2 separate regions of the Gossypium hirsutum genome follow, and region 2 is linked to region 1. A link is a contact called in public Hi-C data. All regions are on one chromosome and are shown on one strand. The core of a region is the stretch at or near the end of the contact, and the rest is flanking DNA. Distances in the headings are between cores, read along the strand shown. Region 1 has its middle 11 kb from the start of LOC107888015. Region 2 holds the start of LOC107886095.

Region 1 (6,062 bases), core at 1,974-4,473:
TTTATGCTTATTGAAGCTTGAATTCCATGTTTCTACCATTTAATTTAAATGAAATTAAAGTTTAAAAATTGACCCATTCATGATATAATTGTAAATTGATTAGTGATGTTAGATAATGAATGTTTGAAGTGTTAATTACAAGTTTTACTAGATGAATTTCAATGAAAAATGTTGAAAAAGGGCTAAATTGTGAAAGATGGTAAAGTGTGCATAAAGTTGTGATTTTGTGAAATTGAGGCCCGTTATGAGCATGAAATATGATTTAGTGAAGTTTGAAATTTAAGAATTTAGAGAATTTTATTTTTACGAGCTTAGGGACAAAAGTGGAATTTTTGAAAAGTTATGGGGAAAAATGTAAATGTGTCAAAATGTTGTGTATGAATTGTATTTGAATGGAATATTGATAAAATGTATTAAATTGTGTTAATATAGATCAAGAAAGAAGAAATAGTGCAAGTGATCGGGGAAAAGAGAAAGTTATCGACTAAATTACAAAAATAGTCGTTTTGCATCCGAGGTAAGTTATATGTAAATAATAGTTATATTTGTATAAATTGTGAATTATATTTGATATGTGAGTTAATATTGAATGTGGAAGGAAAGTTGTTCATGAATTATTCAAGTGATAAAGTGTTGAAAATAAAGTGTTAAGTGTAAATTCCCGGTTGAACTTAGGAATAGAATTGGATACAAGTGACATGTCACTAGAGACCAGTGTTACAGTGTTACAGTGAGTCCCGGGTGCTGGGTGATCTAGCATGTGTTGCAGACACCTGACAGCTTGTGTGAGCAGACCCGTGGACATTTCCAGTGTTATTGATCAGTGGTAGCTTCGGCTACATTTCAGTGGTAGCTTTGGCTACATCCAGTGGTAGCTTCGGCTACATATCAGTGTGGCACTTATGTGCTAAATCTCTACGTATCCGTGTATATTCCAAGTGTTCAACGGGATTAATAATGAATTAAAAGTGTTAATTATTAATTGAGTAATTATTGTTTACATGTAACTTACTAAGCTATTTATAGCTTACACATCTCTTTCTTTCCTTTGTTTTATAGTGATTTGAACTTGATCGAATAGTGGACCGTCGGAGCTCGTATCACACTATCATAACCATCTCGGTATTATGTGCTTTTCAAAATGTTTAAACTATGGCATGTATAGGGTCTTAATCATTTTGAGCATGTCCAAATGATATGGCTAATGTTAGCTATTGAAGTAGTTATTAAAGAATATGTTTTGGAGTTATGTACGTTTAAATGGTAACTAATTCAAAGAAGCAGTTTCTTTGACAGCAGCAGTGACGTGAATGTGAAAAATCACCATAAATAGTAGAAATGGAATTAGAGGGTGAATGATATATAGAATTAAAGCTTATCAAGTCTATTTTTACATGAAAGAAACGGTGTAGGCAAAGGAATTTTATATTTTGAGATATTTAAATTTTAGTGAGACAGGGTCAGAATGGTTTTTGAAGTCCCCTGTTCTAACTTTAGAAAATCATTATAAATTGTACAGAAATAATTATAGGTCATAATTTATATGTTTAGATTCCTTAGTGAGTCTATTTTCAAAATAAATTAATGGTAACCTTATATGAATTCTGTACAATTAGATATTTGATTTTTAGCACTAAGAGGTCAGATCTGTCGAGCTGTGAAACAGGGGATACTTTAATGAATAAACTGTACTAATGTGCTAAGTCAAAAATTCTGAAACTTTTATGGTAAGTAGGAATATGAGTCTAGTTTCACGGCAAATTTACGGATTTAAATTTTGAGTTTCGTAACTCAAGTTATAATTAAATTAGTGACAGTTGCGCAGGTGGACAGTGTTGTTATGAACAGTGAATTTAATTTTAAAAGCAAATTTTTATGCTCCGAATCGGTAAGTTAAATTGGATGACATCTCGTACTCGATTCCGGAGACGGTCTCGGGTAAGGGGTGTTACACTATATCTATTTATAGGCTTGTAAAACCATATTCTAATAGAAGTGTAGTAAGATTGAAACACCTTATTCTAATCAATATCAAATAGATGGAGTTTAATAATGTTTAAAAAACCTTATTCTAAATAAAATAAAAGAAGTGTAGTTCTATATGGATTTTACTTTTTATTTTATTTTATCACTATATTTTATTTAAAAAAGGATTTGGGTCACTTAATTCTAACATAGTGAAATCTTAGTTTTGATTTATAAGTTTGATCATCGATACAAAGATAAAATTCATTATTCTTCAATAAATTAGTTATAGTTGTTGACATCGCACCTAACAACCAATCTCTTCTTACCTCCCTCAATAATCAAGAGGAAGCTTGTTAACATTATTTATCTTATTAACTAACAACCTTATAATGAAGCGCCTAAAATTTAATTTATTAATAGCATAAAAAGCTAGAAAAAACCAATTTTAGCAAACAAAAACATACAAATTAAATTCTTTGAGACTCGATTACATATTCATGTAACAAAGAATTGCATAATTCATCATACAGAATCATGCTCTTATTAAAATAATTAAACAATTATAGATTTAAAATATTAATTGACAAGACAGATGTTATAAAATATCAAATATTCTAAACTAATAGCAAATGCCGTTGGGTTTAGTTCTGATCTTAAAACTATGTATTTATATGGTAAATTCTGCATAAAGGAAAAAAAAAATGCCCTTAAGAACTAAACCAATTTTCTTGACATATTTCAAGTGCAAACTTACAAGCCATTATTGAGAATTTTGTTGATGTTTTTAGGCTTTTTTAAGTGTCAAAATAGTTTCGTTAGACCTTTTAATTCCTTTAAAAGAATTTGACAAATTATGGCAATACGAGTAACGCATCCATTGAAGTGGAAAAGTGAAGGCAGGCCATACAAGTGAGCAACTTGAGGTTTTGGGGCAGGCCTAGCTTCGGGTTCTGCATGGGGATGAAAGTGTAGAAAAGAATAGAATATTATTATGAAGAGCAGCTGTCGAGCTCGTTCTTCTCAATCCAAAAGCTTGCCAATAATGGGTGTGTGCACTTGCATAATCTTCATCAGCTCCAATTTGTTTGATCCAAATTCATTAAATTTTTGTTGTTAACCATGCTTTGCTAAAACTAAATGTTTTATGAGGATAAATGATATACAAAAAAACACCATATTCTAAGATGTTAGCAAGCTTATCTTTGATTGCAGGGATCCAGCATCCTTCTTGGACCTTTTGGCCCACAATTCTTCAAAGAAAACTGGTGCAGTGATATGAAACGAACATTGGTCAATTCCAAGAGCTTTGGACCAATGTTGAGCAGCCCACTCTTTAAGGGTTGGATTATCAAAATGAGGATCACAAGGATCTAAAATACGACATAACTGCGGTTGGTGCCTTGATCTTGACGGTCGAGTATGGTTTTCAGGTAATATATATAATGTCTGCAACAAATACAGGACATTAACTTTGTTGAGCACCAAACCAACATTATCGTCAACAACACTTAGTTTATTTCCTCAAACGGCCCTGCCGCATCATGTGCATGTGCAATTATATGTTCTATCTCTCCACCATAATTTACTTGCCTCTATTTATTTATTACTACTTTGAGGATTTGTTTAATGATCACCAACTGAAAGGGAACAAACTTCTAGACATATTATACTAATCACACTTGTCTTAATAATTAATCAAACTGCGTTTTTCAGGTAACAGAGCAACATCAGTTTTTCTGGAAGTGGATTAGGTTCAGATCAGTTTTATTAATTCCACTTGATATTCTCTTCTTAATCTTTATCCAAAACCAAAACAATCATTTTAAAAGTACATTTAACAGATATTCAAATCCGTATATGCCAATTACGCTGTTTCCACCGATTGAATCCTCCTAAATCTCCTCATTGGCTATATATGCGTGTAATTCACCATAGAATCCCAGGATTATATGTCACCATCTTCCTTTCTCTTTGTCGTGAATCTCTTGCATTAATCTCAAGGATTGTCTTTAATTATGACGAGTTGATGGGTGGATAGAGAACAGAAAAAGCCCTTTGAGAGTAGGCAAAGGACAGCAAAGTGAGTTCCAACTCATTAAAACCATAGAATATATTTGAATGAATGAATCATAACGATGTCAATAATGTGCAGTGAAAACATCAACAGGTTCAACTTGGCTCTGAGCACAACACCTGAGCCAGGGAGTTATTGATTTTAAAAATTAACTTGGTGATCAATTGTTAGAATATCATTCTCAATAAATCTAAACCAGTCCAGACAGAGGCTGATATATGTTTTCCTTTAAATAAGTTATCCTTTTAGGCCCAATTGGTCACCTTCGTGTACATGATCACACCCAAAACAAAAGACACAGTCATTAAATGCTTGATAGAGGAGGTCCATGTCTTCCCTTTTATTAACTTATCCCTTCAAACCAAGTCTTGATCTTGACCTTTTTACCTCTCTCAATCACGCACGCTTGATTATAATTATATTGCAAAGTTGGGTGGTGAAAAAGTATAGTATTTTTAGTGCTGACTAGATAGTTTTCTCAAAATTTTCATGATTTGGAAGTGAACTAACAATCACAAAAGAAAAAAACCCATAGTTCTGGAATGATTAGGACTTGCGAACTACTTTTTTAACATAATATGCTTCACATGATGAGTTTAAAAATTGGGGGTAATAAATAATAATAATAGACACTCAATGGTCAACATGAACAGAAATTGAGTATTTATTTTGGATAGCGATGGCCCTATAAGTTTATTTCTAGGATAGCCTGTTTGAGCAATCTTCCAGCTTGAAAAATGTCACCGCAAATAATTACACAATACTTTATGAAATGTGGTAGTTAATGGAATCTAATTAAACAATTAACCTATTGGATCTCATCTTATTATTCTTAATTTTTTTAAATCTCAACAAAATTTGCTCTATACCAAAATTGAATTTCTTTATCTAATTAGATTAATAAATTTAAGTTAGAAATGATTGAAAGAATAATAATAAACATAAAGATCGGAAAAAGAGTAAAAATAGGTGTGGGTATAGAAATTGTTTACCCAATTCTAAAGTATTTCTAGTCCTATTCGGTCTTATCAATTTGCAGTAAAATATGTGGTTTAAACGTATTTCACTCATCAAGTTAGAACCTTCACTTTTATATATCAATCTAAGATCACTTTATTCTACCAAGACTTCTACTTGAAAACATGATACTAACAACGAACAAAGAAGTGTTATTACTCAATAACTAAGCGAGGCTTCTTTAATTAGGTATTATAGGCTTACAACCTTTTAATCAATGAAAACGTATATTTCCTTGAAATGTGTTTGAATAAGTCTTATACATTGAAATCAAATCATTGGAGATCTTCAAGTGTTAGACTTTAATAAAAATCAAATCTCTTCATTTATTGAAACACAATCACATGTAAAGTTTCCGTATAATCTTTTTGCGTGATACTCATCGTGGATCAATTCATATAATTACTACTCAAAATTCTTAAAGGATGTAAGAATTAAACCTAGATATTTCAATAAAAAAATTGTTAAATTGCATAATCGATCTGTTGCAAAGTGAGTTGCAACTGATAATAGAACATGCAACTAATGTAAATAAATTTATTACATTAAAATAAATAAAAAAATCAAAATTACGAACTTGCTAGACATGTAATCACATGAAGCTAGTTAAATTTGAGATAAGTTTGTTACCAATTTAGAGATTTCTGGAATCTCCTATGACAATAAACGAAACAGGTCAGAGTGCATAGGAAAACTTGTAATTAAAAGCAATAGGTGACCGACAGCATGGTGTTCCATTAATTGACTGAAAATTTGTTTGATACCAAAGCTAGGAAGTAGCTGTCAGTTTGCTTATGTTGTCTTTCATGCAACTCCGCATTAAACTGATGCTGAAGAAAAATTGAAATGACAGAAAAGGGAAAAAGGCTTCTAGGGTTCAATTTCGAACTGTATCGATGCCGCATATATACGTCTAATTTATTTAGGTGGTAACTGATGGAAAGGGGACCTTTTGTTTCCCCTTGTCCTTTTGTTTTCTTTTGACAATGGTGTCCAAGGGTTT
Region 2 (6,062 bases), core at 1,983-4,482, 33 kb before region 1:
CAAAGGAGCTACTCTCAGCAATCCCACGACATAGCTCTTTCTTCATGCTTCCTGAAATGACTGGATTAGAGATAACAGTAACTTCTGAATCATGCTTTCCTCCAGAATCTGCAACTTTAGCAACAAAATCAGAAGGCGGATGTTTTGCCTCCTCATCTGAGGTCCTCTCAGTAGATTCTTCCAAATCAATGACAATTCTGGGGCAAGTATTACTATTCTTGCCATAACAACTTCTCCGTGTATCTTCCTTTTTCCCTGCAGCCACTCCAAGGCTTAGGGAAAGCCTTAAGTCTAGTGGATCTGAGAAATCAGCATATTGTTGAGAATTTACATAGATGGCTTCTTTTAAGTGATCCCCAACCTTTCTTTTATTTAGAAGATTATCATCACCAAGATTTGTATATTGATCAGATAAAAGTTGAAGATCGAAAGGTCCTCGCTGAAACTTATGGTAATTGTTGCCCTTCCACTCACCTAACAACTTCTGACTTGATGATAATCTTGAGCCCAACTGAACATTTCAAAGAGAAAAGGCATAAATCAGTTAGCCTGTCAACTAGATCACTTCCAAACAATAAAAAGTTATGATAATTCATGCAGAAGTGAAAACTCTTAACCAGATTTCTTCTATGACAAAAAAAAAAAGAAAAAAGAAAAGAAAAAGAACTACCATATCTCGATTACATGGCATCATATTCCAAACTTCAAAAGCCTTTGTTCTCTAACTAATAAATTGAAAATCACTTTAGCATCTTTGGAGGTCAACTTTCTAACAGTCAAAAAGACAGTAGCCTCTATTACCATGGGAATTGAATCTGCAGGGAGTCTGGTTTCTTGGGACCACGATTGGTCATTTTCTTTCCATAAATTGTATGTTTCATGCTCCTGCAGGTGAAGATCCTTCATTAGAGTCTTCTGAACACTATATAAACGATGGAGCTCGTGGACCTGATAAAACCAATAGCAAGAATATAAGCATCTAAAGTGAGGGTAGAATCGTGTTTCTTTATGCATCAGATTTTGACATGCATGGCCTCATTGTCCACCCTTTCAGTAAAAGCAATATATTAAAGTATAAATCCAAATCATGTAAACTCATCCAGTTTGAAAGCTATAAAATTAACACCACAAAGTTTAAGCCAAAAGTTTCCACACCAAGATCGTCAAAAGTGTGCCCAACAAAGGGACATTATTAATAAGCATCAAATCCTGGCCTGACTTTATGGCAAATTCAGAATAGAAAATTTTAGCAAACTAACAAGTAATGAGCCGAGAAGGTATCCTTGTACCTGATTTCTGAATATGATCTCCTGATCGAGCATCGTCAGTTTGAAAATATCTTTAAGTGAATCAGTGTATCGTTGCACTGAATTCAAATCAAAATCTCCCAGCATCAACATCTTTTCCTCAGAAGAATGAAACAAATACCTCAATTGATATCAGATCTTGCATCCTCGAATAAATGAGTCTTGAAAAGATGTTTCACATGTTCCTTTGCTCTCCATTTCTGCACACAGTTGTCACATAGAAACCACGGTGATAAGATAATGACTACCACTAGTAATCAATAAGGTTGCCATAATGACTACCACTAGTAATCAATAAGGTTGCCATTCAGGGAAAATGATAATAGCCAATAAGGCAGCCAATCTTGGAAAGACAACGGTCTTTCCGTGTGAGAAACACGTCTAGAAAAAATCATGTTTAAGAATTATCAGATGAAATTTGAAAACATTCCATCAATTTCATTATAAAAACATAGAATTTAACCTTGCCTTGTCCATTCAAACAACATATTTAAACCGAAACGCCAACTGATTATAGTCATTGCAAGATTTTAGCCATAATTCTAACTACTGCTATACTTTGCTATAGAACAGTTTAACCTTATTAATATTTCCAACTACACAAATTTGTTTGGTCAATATGAGGTGTAATTGGCAAATTTAGAATTATTACTAAAGAAGAAAACCAAAGTAGCCAATAGCAAGGACTCTGAAGAAATGGCGAAAATATCTATGTTATAAATGGAAGAATTACTGACTAACATCAGCATCATACATCAATGCATTTTCTTAGCTGTTTCCCACTGAAACAGTGCTATTTGTAGGATATTATGACACAATGGCATCCTTCAGAATTACAGATTTAATTCATATATAAACGTTGAAATAGCGTATTTCTAAAAGATAACTTAAAGGCTCAACTAAGCTTCATCCATAAGAAACTTTTCCCTATGATCCAACAATTACCAGCTGAGGAGAAAATTAGGTGGCTGAAACACACAGCGCCAGGAGAACATTGAAGTCACTTCTCACGATCACATACAACAATCTTATGAAACAAGCATGGACAAGTATGTGATTAAAAATAGATGCGGGTCTGTAGATATTTACCATAAAAAGGTCTCTCTTTTTTTTTTGCTTCCATTCAGACATAACTAATGTAGTGACTAGTCCATTGTTGAAACATGCAGATGAATCTGGGTAAAATTTTAACCTATAAAACAAGCCATTGAAGCCACATTCTGCTTATATTTATACGCCTTTTAGAAAAAGAACAAGAAACTTGATTATGATTACCTCGAAACGGAATCTACCGAGAGGAACAGAACTTGATGTTAAATCCTAATAATTGGTGATTATATCAACGCTTAGTAAAACAAAAAGCCAACCTCATAAAAAGCAAAGACATGAAGCATTAAAGAAAGAAACAGAAAAACTAACAAGACATGAACACATAAACAATAAAGAGAAAAAAGCTTAAAATATGACCACGAAATCCCAGAAATATAGAGGGAGAAAGAACTCACCAGGAGACAAATAATCCACAAAAATAAATTTAAAAACATTCCGCCATGAGATAAAGAAAACCCTCTACTTTCCACTTTGTGGTTCTTCCCAGAAACAAGTGACCCAACTGTATTAACCAGATCACAATAAAGATGTTAAAAGAAAAAAAAAACAATTCCCAAGAATCTCAACTACTAAAAACTCAATGCAGTTAGACGAAAGAGATGATATGTTAAAAAAAAAAAAGAAATGAAAAGGAATCAGATCACGGGTTTGGGACCAAATAGAAAGAAACTAAAAGAGAAAGAAAGGAAAAGAAAATTGAAAGAGGGAGGAGAGAAGATAAAAAAAAATTCTCATTTTCTTTTTATATTTGAGAAGAGATTGTTGCAGCACATCATTGTTTCTTTTTATGCTGCTATTTATATTCACTTTCTGTCTCTTTCTCTCTCACACATATTATATAATCTTTGGGACTCCACTGGGTTTCTTTTCTTTTTAGGGTTTTGACAATGTTTACTTTTTTGTTTATCTTACAAAGATTAGTTCAAATTTTAATTAAACTCATTTTTCTAATATTAAATACAAATTTAGTATTCAATTAGGAAAGGAAATGTAATACTAATTAAATATATTAAACTATACTTATAAACATTTGCTAGCTGCTACTAGTATTATTATTTGTAAATAACACTATTACGAATATATGTTCAATAAATTATAATTTAAAATTCAATCAATAGATGAAAGCTCCGGGATGGTAAATTGTAATTAAATTGATTTTTATTTTATTTTACGTTTTTATCCCTCCATTAATAGTTGCTTGTTTTAAAGTATAAACCATTTAATTTTGTAACCCCAGTTGGTCCACCGCCAGTGCCCATCCTTATTCCGAGATGCCCGATTTATATTATTCAGTTGAAATAGAAAACTTGGAAATTAATTCAGTCATTAATGTGGTAATTAAAGAATATTTATGACTTACCTTTTACTTGCATATGAACAAGTTGGTTAGACATGAATGCATACGATTTGTACTTGAAAGTGAGAGGTTAAGAGGGGACATTATATTATAATAATATTATCGGTGGGACCATGCATTTCTTTACCCATCTTATTATAAAATTTAATAATCATTTTTTTAATTTTAAATACAATCCATATATTAAAAATGATTGAAAACATTATTAATTTAAAATGTGCTCTTCATTTACTTTTAAATTAATCATTATTATTACCTTAAGTGAACACTCCGATTTCTACAAAAAAAAATTTTAATAAATTTATCTCAAATATTTATTTATTTTGTATTTCTGTAAAAGTTTATCAGAATTCCATTCAAAAAGTTAATCAGAATTAGAGGTATATAATAAGGAATAATACAAAAATTTAATCATAAATTTTATTTGAGTGAAGGCTTTTTTGAGAAATGCGAAAACGGTCGGGGTGGAAGGATTTTTTTATTATTATATAACTATGAGGATAAACAGAAACCAACGATCAAATACAGCTAACGTACATCCATGCAGCAAGTTGCTTCAAATGGTAAGTCCAAACGCAGTAGCAGCGCGTATGATTACCCTTATTGACCCGACCCGGGTAGAATAGTGGAGCGAGGAGGTTTCCGGGTCAGAATGCAGTGTGGATGGGTTTGAAGGATTTGGGGGGAGGCAAAGTGATGAAAGTCTGAATTTTGGAGAAAGGGGAAATGGAAAAAGACAAGTCTTTTTCAATAACGAAAATAACGATACTCGCAACTATGATAATTTTTATAATATTATTATTTATTTAGGGTAAACTATTAAAATAATTATTTTTATTTGTATCAAGTTATATTTTAGTAACATATATTTGAAGTATCATATTTTTATTATTTATAATATTATTTTGTTACGAAATGGTTAGTCTATCTTTAAGGTATGTTACCTCTCAAATGACAATCTGACTTGATAGTTAAAATGACTTTTAAATGCCAACATAGATGTCTAGGCAAATAAATTAATTAATTTTTAATTAAATAAATTGAATTAATTGAATTTTCTAAATTAATTAAAGGAAGATGTTAATTTGATAATCAAAACTAATGCATCATATTATTCTTTGAAATAAAAAAAAAACTTCGGTCTCATTTTTTTTAAAATTTTTGTTTCCATTTTAAATTATTTGATTTTTTATTCAAAATGAAAGAATAAAAGATCGACTCAATAGAAGGTTCAGTCATGAATAACAGTAGGTAATGAGTTTTTTTGTTCTTTACATGGGCTTTGAGTTCATATATTATGTATTTTTTTTTGTAAAAAGGTGGTCCATTTTTTATATTTTTCTATATTGTGACAGACAAAAAGGACACACTTCATATTTGTTTATTTGTATATTGTGGGCAACCACAATTGTAATTAAGTATAGAGGTTGATGTGTCAATTTATTCATCTTCTTTGTCGTTTTGCTATTCTTTTCTCTAATTGTTACAAAAAGAATCCAATTGTTACTTCTTTTTAAATTGGAGAAAATTGAGTTTTAAGACTAAATTTTGTATTCTATTTCCATAAAAAAAAATTTAACTTTTTTCATCCCAACTGGACATCCATGCTGGCATTTAAAATTAAATTTAATTGTCACATTGAACTGTCATTTGGGAAGTAACAGATCTTAAGGACAGAGTAACCATTTCATAACAAAACGATAATGCGGGTAACTAGAACATAACATTTTAAATATAAGTAATTAAAATATAACTTAAGCTAAATAAAAGTGACTATGTTAAAAATTTATCCTATTTGTTTATGAAAATGAACAAAAATTGATGATAATATTTACGAATAGGATGCTGTCCTTGTCTGGAGTAGACATTACAATGTCTACCGGGACTGCATTGCACTGCCGGAATTTATTGGGAAAATGTTGAACCGTGTTAAATGTAATTTTCGTTTTCCTTTGGTTAAAACCAAAAATTCATTAGGTAGGAATATTCCTGTACTTTATTTTTCTTTCTTCTATTTTTGGACATGAAGATGATCATGGTTTAGCTGTTAGTTTTTGGTTAACTTCAGATCAATGCCTAACATGGTTAAATAGCTTTTGCATAATTGTGTATTTTTAACCTTTTTAAGTTCGGCGCTGGAGTTGGTAATTGATGGCTTGTTGTCACAGTGTTTTAAAACACAATGACGTGGTATTAAATGGTGGTGGGTTGGGATAAAGTACCGGAATTAAGTATCATTTACTTCATTTTATCCTTCAATCACAATATTGGAATCAGATTATGATTTT

Evidence for each region. A called contact is a pair of places that touch in the nucleus more often than the background predicts.
Region 2: a Hi-C map of leaf shows a contact between it and region 1, with 2.3 times the contacts expected there. The contact joins the promoter of LOC107886095 here to the enhancer-like site in region 1. A contact is called at or near these places in 8 of 34 Hi-C or Micro-C datasets (callus, hypocotyl, leaf and 1 more).

Annotation. Positions count from the first base shown.
Region 1 is chrA12:103,819,097-103,825,158 of Gossypium_hirsutum_v2.1, reverse strand. No RefSeq gene overlaps it. Among protein-coding and RNA genes, the nearest start is that of LOC107888015, 11 kb to the right of the region's middle. Within about 2 kb of position 3,223, at least 5 of the 9 cell types and tissues checked have an H3K27ac peak or open chromatin away from gene starts, as enhancers often do. A contact at or near this core is called in hypocotyl and leaf, where this site is marked.
Region 2 is chrA12:103,852,462-103,858,523 of Gossypium_hirsutum_v2.1, reverse strand. It overlaps LOC107886095, which reads right to left and starts at 3,232. Exons shown (of 6, transcript XM_041083502.1): 1 at 2,813-3,232; 2 at 1,290-1,507; 3 at 802-948; 4 at 1-511. The coding sequence starts at 1,400.